2 separate regions of the Eptesicus fuscus genome follow, and region 1 is linked to region 2. The links are chromatin contacts, called in public Hi-C maps. All regions are on one chromosome and are shown on one strand. Each heading gives the region's core, a stretch centred on a gene start, on an enhancer-like site or on the middle of the called end of the contact. The rest is flanking DNA. Distances are from core to core; before and after follow the strand shown. Region 1 holds the start of CST7 (cystatin F). Region 2 holds the start of ACSS1 (acyl-CoA synthetase short chain family member 1).

Region 1 (3,783 bases), core at 936-3,435, 140 kb before region 2:
TGCTCAGCACACAGATTCAAATGTCTGTCTCCTCTAGGAACGTGCTCACAGACACACCCAGAATCACGTTTAACCAAACATCTGAGCACCTCGTGGCCCAGTCAAGCTGACATATAGAATTGACCGTTACAACATGCCTACACAAATACACACCCGTGCACATAAGCACATACACACTCATTTTTACACAGTCAGGAAAACACACACATTCACTTTCAAACCATATCAAGACTGAAACAAAGATAGACTCCTGGACACACAGGCAGACACACAGAGACACAAACAGACACACACATCTGCATATATGACACTACACACACACACACACACACACACACACACACACACGCACACTTTCCCTGAAGGTCCCTCCAGCCATGCCGGTGTGACATCAGCTCCTTCCTGCCGTGCATTTTGTGACGGAATGAGGGCCTCCCTGTACCGTTGTCTCCCCACAAGCTTGAGAGGGGCAGGGCTAGAGACGTGGAGGACTGTTCCCCACACTCACAGACCAAAGGGCCACAGCCGGAGAAGACAGTGGCCGAGGAAAGTCCCAAACCGCCCTGATTTGGGCAAGTCCCAAAGTCCTTGCCCAATGCTTCTGAAAGCAAAAACAGCCCACAGCACCAACAGCGAGCCCTAAGGCCAAACCGCCACCGAGTTGGGCAAACACCAGTTGTGTGCACTTTCCTCTCCTCCAGCCCAGTCCCCGGCCGGGAACGAATCCCAGACATGGCACATGTGATCAGGGCACAGAGCTTGGCAAGGAGACACCACCCTGGAGTCCTCATGCACAGCTGCTGACAGCCAGAGGGTGAAAGGTCAGCACTGGCCGAGCAGGCCCAGCAGAGCACACCGGCTGCCTCAGCCGCCATGGGTTACCAAATGTCACCACACACCACGCACTGTGCTCATCACGCTTTGCTGATAACAGTCCTCGGGGCAGCCAGGAACCTGGGGGACTCCAACAAGTTACGTGGCTTGCCCGAGTCACACAAACCCAGATCCCTGCCTGGAATCCATTAGAACCCATCTGGACCCATCGGGGGAGGATCTTCCCCTAGATCAGTGGTCGGCAAACTCATTCGTCAACAGAGCCAAATATCAACAGTACAACGATTGAAATTTCTTCTGGGAGCCAAATTTTTTAAACTTAAACTTCTTCTCACGCCACTTCTTCAAAATAGACTCGCCCAGGCCGTGGTATTTTGTGGAAAAGCCACACTCAAGGGGCCAAAGAGCCGCATGTGGCTCACGAGCCGCGGTTTGCTGACCACGGCCCTAGATAGTGTTAACATGCAAGTTCTGGTTCAGAGAGTCTGCCCGTCCAACCACCCCCTTCCCTGGGGGGTGCGTTACACGCACTGTCCAGGTGGCGCTGGGACCACTGAGGCTCGGGCATCTCCTGCGTTGCCCGTGAACTGCCTGTACAGCTGGCTCCATCCAGGCCCTGAGCGTTAGCATTGAGAAAGTCCTAAATCCTCACCCCAACCCATCAGAGGGAGCTGAAGCATTGAGGCTGCCCCATACCTAAGGCCACCTGGTTTAACATTCACAGCTGGATTTAAACAAACTCGGGCCAGTTGGCTCCAGAGCCTCAGTCCTAACTGCCGAGCTGGCAGGTAAACGGGCACTCTGCCGGGGCTAGAACCTGTGGGCCACCCTGTTCTTTCTCCTCCTTCGCCAGCTCTGAGCCAAAGCCAGGCCGTGACCATCAGTCGGCAAACGCTGTTCCTCTCCCGCTTCCAGCGCAGACGTCACCAGAGGCATCTGTGCCTGACCACATCCATCCTCTGAAACTGCACTCAACAGCTGCTTCCCGCACGCAGGCCTGCCCACTTCCGGGTAGGGGGTGTCCACTCAGCCAGCAGGCAGGCAGTCTGCAGGGGGCCACTCAGAACCTCAGAAAAGGGGAGTCTTGGACCTGAGAGGTATGGTTTGCAGAAGGAAATCCAAGTGATTCTGCCTCTGGAAAATCCCTGCTAATTTTTTTAAGGCAATGTCTCTTCTGGGTGTTTCGAGGGTAGACGATGAGGTGGTTTGTTCACAGGTCTCATTCTCTTCCTCCTCCCCTTGCAAAAAAGAATCATCGCACCCTGGAAACTTGAATAAAGGAAGTGGTTGACAGTGTAGCCGATAGATGGGGAGATGAAGAGCTTCTGGTCAAATGATTTAGCAAGAAACTACCACCCCTGCCAGTAACAAGATAGGCAGCCCCCTCTGGGCGGGGCAGTTTGCAGGGCCCCACCATGCGCCCCAGCACCGCCCCCGGGGCCCACAGCCAGCACTGCCTTCCCCGAAGCGATGCGGCTGGCCTGCGCGCTGCTTGCCTTGGGCAGCCTGGTCTTAAGCGCCACGGGGGACCTGTCCCCAGGTAAGTGGAGGGTGTCCCCTGGGTTCTGCCTCTCTCGGACACAATGCCCAGGCTGCGGTAGGAGCCAGGTGCCATGAGCTCCTCCTCCCATGCCCAGGCCCCGAAGCACAGTCCTGGATGGGCAGCCCCAGCAGAGGTGTGGCTGCGAGGCCGGGGCCCCAGGGCTGGCGGCAGCTGCCTTCCGGGGGTCCCAGGGGTTCGGGAATGGGGGTTTGAGTGCCACCTGGAGATGAGGGAAGACTTCTGTTCTTAGCTGCTCCCTGATCCGGGGGAGGCTCCCCACACCCCTCCATGGGGACAGAGGAATGGGTGTGGGCAGGCAGTTTCTGTCTGATGCCAGCCATTCCTGCCTGCTGGCTGCTGCCCTGTGACTCGGCTCTAAGGACCTGGTGATCAGACACTGTTACCCTTCCTGCCTGGCCAGTGCTGGGGGGAGGGAGGACGAGAGGGGTAGCCTTTGCTCCTGGAAACTGAGGCACAGCTAGGGTTGGCGACTTGCCCCCAGTTCACACAGCCAGTGACCCCCTGCCTACACACACACACACACACACACACACACACACACACACACACGGAGTTGGAGATGCCTTCCCAGCACCAGCCATGGGTGATGGTGACGACCTGGAGGGCCCCTGTCTCACCGCCTTGAACCACCGAGGAAGCTGGTGCTGGAGGCCGGGATGACCTGCTCCGGTCACAGCCGCGGCTTGGGGAGCAGGGGCAATGCCCAGGCGGAGGCTGGTTCCTGCCCTCCGCGTTCTTCAGGAGGGGCTGGAGCTGGCCAAGGAGACCAAGTGGAGGGTGTTCAGGCAGGACCGGAACAAGGGGCCAGCCCCAGCGCCTCTCAATCGTGGAGGGGTCACCCCGCTTCTGGTGACACTGTCTCCGGGGCTATGGGAACAGGTTCCCCTGCCTCCTCCCGCTCCCAGAGCTTCGTTCTTAGCTCACACAGTGAAGCCCTCCCCCTCACTGCTTTCCAGCCTGTCCCGATTGTGTGCCACTGTCTTCCTGTGCCCCCCTAGTGCCCTAGGAGGGGACAAGCCAGCAGGAGAAAGGAGATGCTCAGACCAGAGAAGCACACTCCTCAAACCTTAGTGAGGGGGCTCAGGGAGGGAGTCCCTGCCTTCTCAGCTGTCCTGGATGCAGTCATTCAGGCTACATGTAAGTTCTTCCTGCTTTTGCCTCAGCTTCATCCCCTAACAGAGCAGGGGCAGGTCCAGGACGCATGGAGAATCCTTAGCTGACTCTTAGCACCCTTTCACCCGAGTTGCCCCCCTCTGCTGGTGTTCCTGCTAAACAGAGCCCTCTCCATACACTTCCGCCACGGCTGTGCCTACCCCTCCCTGCCAAAGCCCTGCTCAGCCAGCCCGGCCAGCCCCTTAGACCTGCTCTCTGCCACCAACCCCAGG
Region 2 (3,828 bases), core at 387-2,886:
ACCCCACTTCCACCTAATGGGGTACCCCATCCTCCCTCGCCATGCAGCTCCCCTGAGCACTCCACCTGGCTGTAAATCCCCTGCTCCCCAGGCTACCCACACCCCAGTCTACCCTGCCTGGATGGCCACTGCCTCCAGTTCCCGGGCCTTCTCTCCTCCAGGCACAGTGTGCTCATCCCACCACCCAAATCCCAAATCCTAACAGTAGTAGACTCAATCTCAGCAGATACCAAAGGACCCAGTGGCTGGTGGTGCTGGTTTCTGGGACCTCAAACAGAACCAGGTCTAAAGCAAGCCATGGCTAGGTGTTTGGGGGGGCGGGGGGGAGGGGGGTACTTGGGAGGGGCACGGTCATCTGAAACGGAGAGCTGGGAGGCCCCGCGGTTCTTTCCTTCCCTCCCACTGGCACCGCCAGGGAGCAGGGAGATAAGTGATTCCAGCTGCGGGCCCTGGGCTTCCTCCTCCCAGGCTACGCGCCACCGCTCCGTTTGTTTACTTGGGCAGCATATCTCCCGGGCCAGTCGCCGGGCAGGCAGCTGGTGGTAGCACAGAGTACGGGGAAGTCCCCGCTCCTGTGCACCCGGCACCCACCACCCCAGCCCGCCCCAGGTGTCAACTGCTGCTCCCCGTGGTTACACTTGAGAGTCCACCATTGGAGGAGGCAGCAGGGCAGGGCCAGCAGCTGGGCGACCCGAGCTGACACCCGGGCGCGGGCTGAAGCCGGGGAAGTTGGGGGGTAGGGGGGGGAGGGGGACGCAGAGTGACAGCGGATAGGGAGGCTGGGGCCTCTGGGTCCGGAGGTGCCGGCCCACGGGCCAGCGACCCGTCCCTGACGGCTGCGTTCGGAGTCGCCTCTGGACGTCTGAGCTGGGGGCGCCCTGGTCCCCGCAGCCCACTCACCGGACACGTTTAGCTGGCCTCCCAGGAACCAGCCGATCTTGCCGCTGCTCAAGTCACAGTCCCAGACGGTGTGGAAGGGGGTGTCCCACACCAGCGTGTCGCGCGCCAGCGGCCCCCAGAAGGCGTCGGGCTGCCGGTCCGCCAGCGCTCTCAGCGCGGGGTACGAGGCGGGCAGCGGGGGCCCAGAGGCCGCCCTGCGCGGCGCGCAACCTCCGCCGGGCGGCCACCCCCGAGGTCCCGCGCGCCCCTGCAGGACGCTCCGGAGCCGCCGGACGCCGCAGCCCACACTGCGCGCCGCCATCTCCCCTACGCCCCAAGGCCTCTGCACCCCTAGCCAGACTACCAGTCGGTGGGGAGGAGGGGGGTGTCGCTCTCTCCGAGGGCCCGCCCCGTCTCCGCCCTCCCGCCGCCACCCACTCCTTGGACCCCTCCTGGCTCGAAGCTGCCTTCAGAACCCCCCTCCCCGCCTAGAGAAGGGACCGCGAAGGAGGAGGGACAGCGGCCCGAGGAGGGGCGCTGGGGAGTCCCCGCCCCGGCGAGGCTGAGGGCGGGCCCCCTCGCCTGCGCTCCCTGCGCTCCGGCCCGGCGGCGGGGCTTTGGCCGTTTTAGTTTCAGTTTGAGTGTCAGGTTCGGACAGAACTGCAGAGACACGTGCGTCCAGGCTGGGCCCGCGCCCGGGACTTCCGGGTCCCAGGAAAGGAGCCTCGTAGAACAATCGACTAACGCAGCGAAGTGCACAGGTGGGCGTGAGAACCAGAGCCAGGTCGGTTCGTGTCTCAGGCTGAAGTCTACCTGTTAATCTCTGTGCTATTGAGAGAGAACCGCCTCCCCCACGCCCCTCATGCCAGACCGGTCTGTACGTCCGCACACAAACTCAAGTAGCCCCTGTGGGCTAAATGGGCTGATCAGGCGCCCCCCGGCCAGGAGGCTGTGGGGACCTGGGGTCCGTTGCTTTTATCACCCAACTGTCTGGTTTGGAATTGTGTAACTTTGAGGGTTTTCTCCAATGGCCTCAGTCTCCGTGGTCTGGGTTCAAACCCTGGATTTCCTAGCTCTGTGGTCTTGGGCAAGTTCCTGAACTTCTCTGTGTCTCATTTTACTTCTGTAGAAAACGAGAGTAATATCTCCCTCCCCTGCTGCAGTGAAGAATAAACGAGATTGTGTCGGAAGCGTCCAAGGCCAATAGGAATCCCCAGTTTGAGGTTGAGGGAAACTAGTCAATGCAAACAGCTCAATTGTGATAACAGCACAGCTATGCAACAGCAGCACCTCTCCAGCTAGACAGCTCTGCTCCCTCTCCAGAGAGACATCTTTGGTGTTTCAGCTCTGGGGAAAGGAAGTCTCAAGGTGGAAAGGGACAGTGCACTCCCAGAGCTAGAGGAGAGCTGACATATAAACAGAAGCCCCTGCCTCTGGTCCCTGATGCAAATGAGGACTCCAAATCCTCTCAGTTTGATTGGTCCAAGAGGCACTGTCGTTATTGGTCAGAATGGTGCCTCTCTGATTGGTCAGTGAAGATGTTGAGGGAGTTATGCCCCTGCAGATCCCATTGGAAAGGGAAAGTCTCAGTCCTATTGGTTGAAATAGGGTTCCAGGAATTCCTTTATAAATGGCGGACCAGATGGCAGGAACACAGTTCAGTTGAGTGCAGGAGGCAGTAGCTATTTGCAGGCTTCTCCCTGAAGTGCCATTTGCATGAGAGACCCCTGCGTGGAAATGGCTGCTAGGCTCTGTTTTTGTTTGTTTGAATCCAGTTAGCCACCAGGAGCCCATCTTACTGGGTATCTTCTTTCTCAGGTCCACACCTGGAATCAGCACCTGGGAGCTTAATAGCAGAGGTGGTGTTTTTCTTGTCAGCCCAGGAAGGATAGAAGGGAACTCAGAGAAACTTGTCTCAACCAGCTTCCTAAATGTTTCAACACCCAAGAAGTAAGCATCTAATAAAGAAGGCAAGCACATGGGAAAGGGGATTTTTGAAAACTGGTTGGTTGAGTTCTTTGGGTTTAGGCAAGATTCTGCCCTCTTAACTGTGAGATTTGCAGAGGGAATGTCCCTGCCATTCCAAGGAGATTCTGCTGTCCTTTAGCCCCCCCGCCATGTCGAATACCTGCTTCCTGCCACAGAAGAGAGGATTTTAAGGCTGGAAAACCAGTGATAATAGCTAGCACTAGACATGTGCCCTGACCTGTGCCGCGCTTGATCTGCATTTTTTTTACTGTTTAAAGGTATTTAGTGCTGTCAACTCCTGCCCATCATAAACCTCTACCGGAACGAATGAGGAGACTGAGACCAAATGAATCAATCGACTTACTAAAGAACACATGGGCCCTGACCAGTTTGGCTCAGTGGATAGAGCATCAGCCTGCGGACTGAAGGGTCCCGGGTTTGATTCTGGTCAAGGGTATGTGCCTTGGTTGCAGGCGCATCCCCACTGGAGGGAGGGGGGCGGGGGTGCAGGACGCAGCTGATGGATGTTTCTCTCTCATCGATGTTTCTGGCTCTCTATCCCTCTTCCTTCCTCTGGGGCCTTCCAGGAACCTTATATCTCAGACCTGAAGGAACCTTATGTCTCAGACCTGAGGTTTAACTGGAGATGGTGGTACAGGCACAATTGCTGACCCTCACCATCCTTACAGATAGATGCTTTGATCATCACTTTACATATAAGAAAACAAGCACAGAGAGGATAGATGCTCAAGGCCACAGAGCTAGCAAGTGGTAGAGCCTTAGCTTTCTGCCTCCACAGCTTCTAGTTTATTTTGTTCATTTGTTCGTTTGTTTGTTTGTTTGTTTGTTTTTGTTAATCCTCACTGAGGATATTTTTGCCATTGATTTTTAGAGAGAGTGGAAGGAAGAGAGGGAGGGAGGGAGAGAGAAAGAGAGGGAGAAACATCGATCTGAGAGAGACACATCAATTGGTTGTCTCCT

Evidence for each region. Hi-C and Micro-C count contacts between places; a contact is called where the count stands out from the background.
Region 1: a contact with region 2 is called in a Hi-C map of liver, with 5 times the contacts expected there. The contact joins the promoter of CST7 here to the promoter of ACSS1 in region 2. A contact is called at or near these places in 2 of 2 Hi-C or Micro-C datasets (liver and muscle).

Annotation. Positions count from the first base shown.
Region 1 is chr12:11,993,789-11,997,571 of DD_ASM_mEF_20220401, reverse strand. CST7 (cystatin F) reads left to right here and starts at 2,185. Exons shown (of 4, transcript XM_008141151.3): 1 at 2,185-2,374. The coding sequence starts at 2,305.
Region 2 is chr12:11,850,444-11,854,271 of DD_ASM_mEF_20220401, reverse strand. ACSS1 (acyl-CoA synthetase short chain family member 1) reads right to left here and starts at 1,636. Exons shown (of 14, transcript XM_008141307.3): 1 at 901-1,636. The coding sequence starts at 1,201. It overlaps LOC114231419 (a long non-coding RNA gene), which reads left to right and starts at 3,125. Exons shown (of 2, transcript XR_003617377.2): 1 at 3,125-3,301.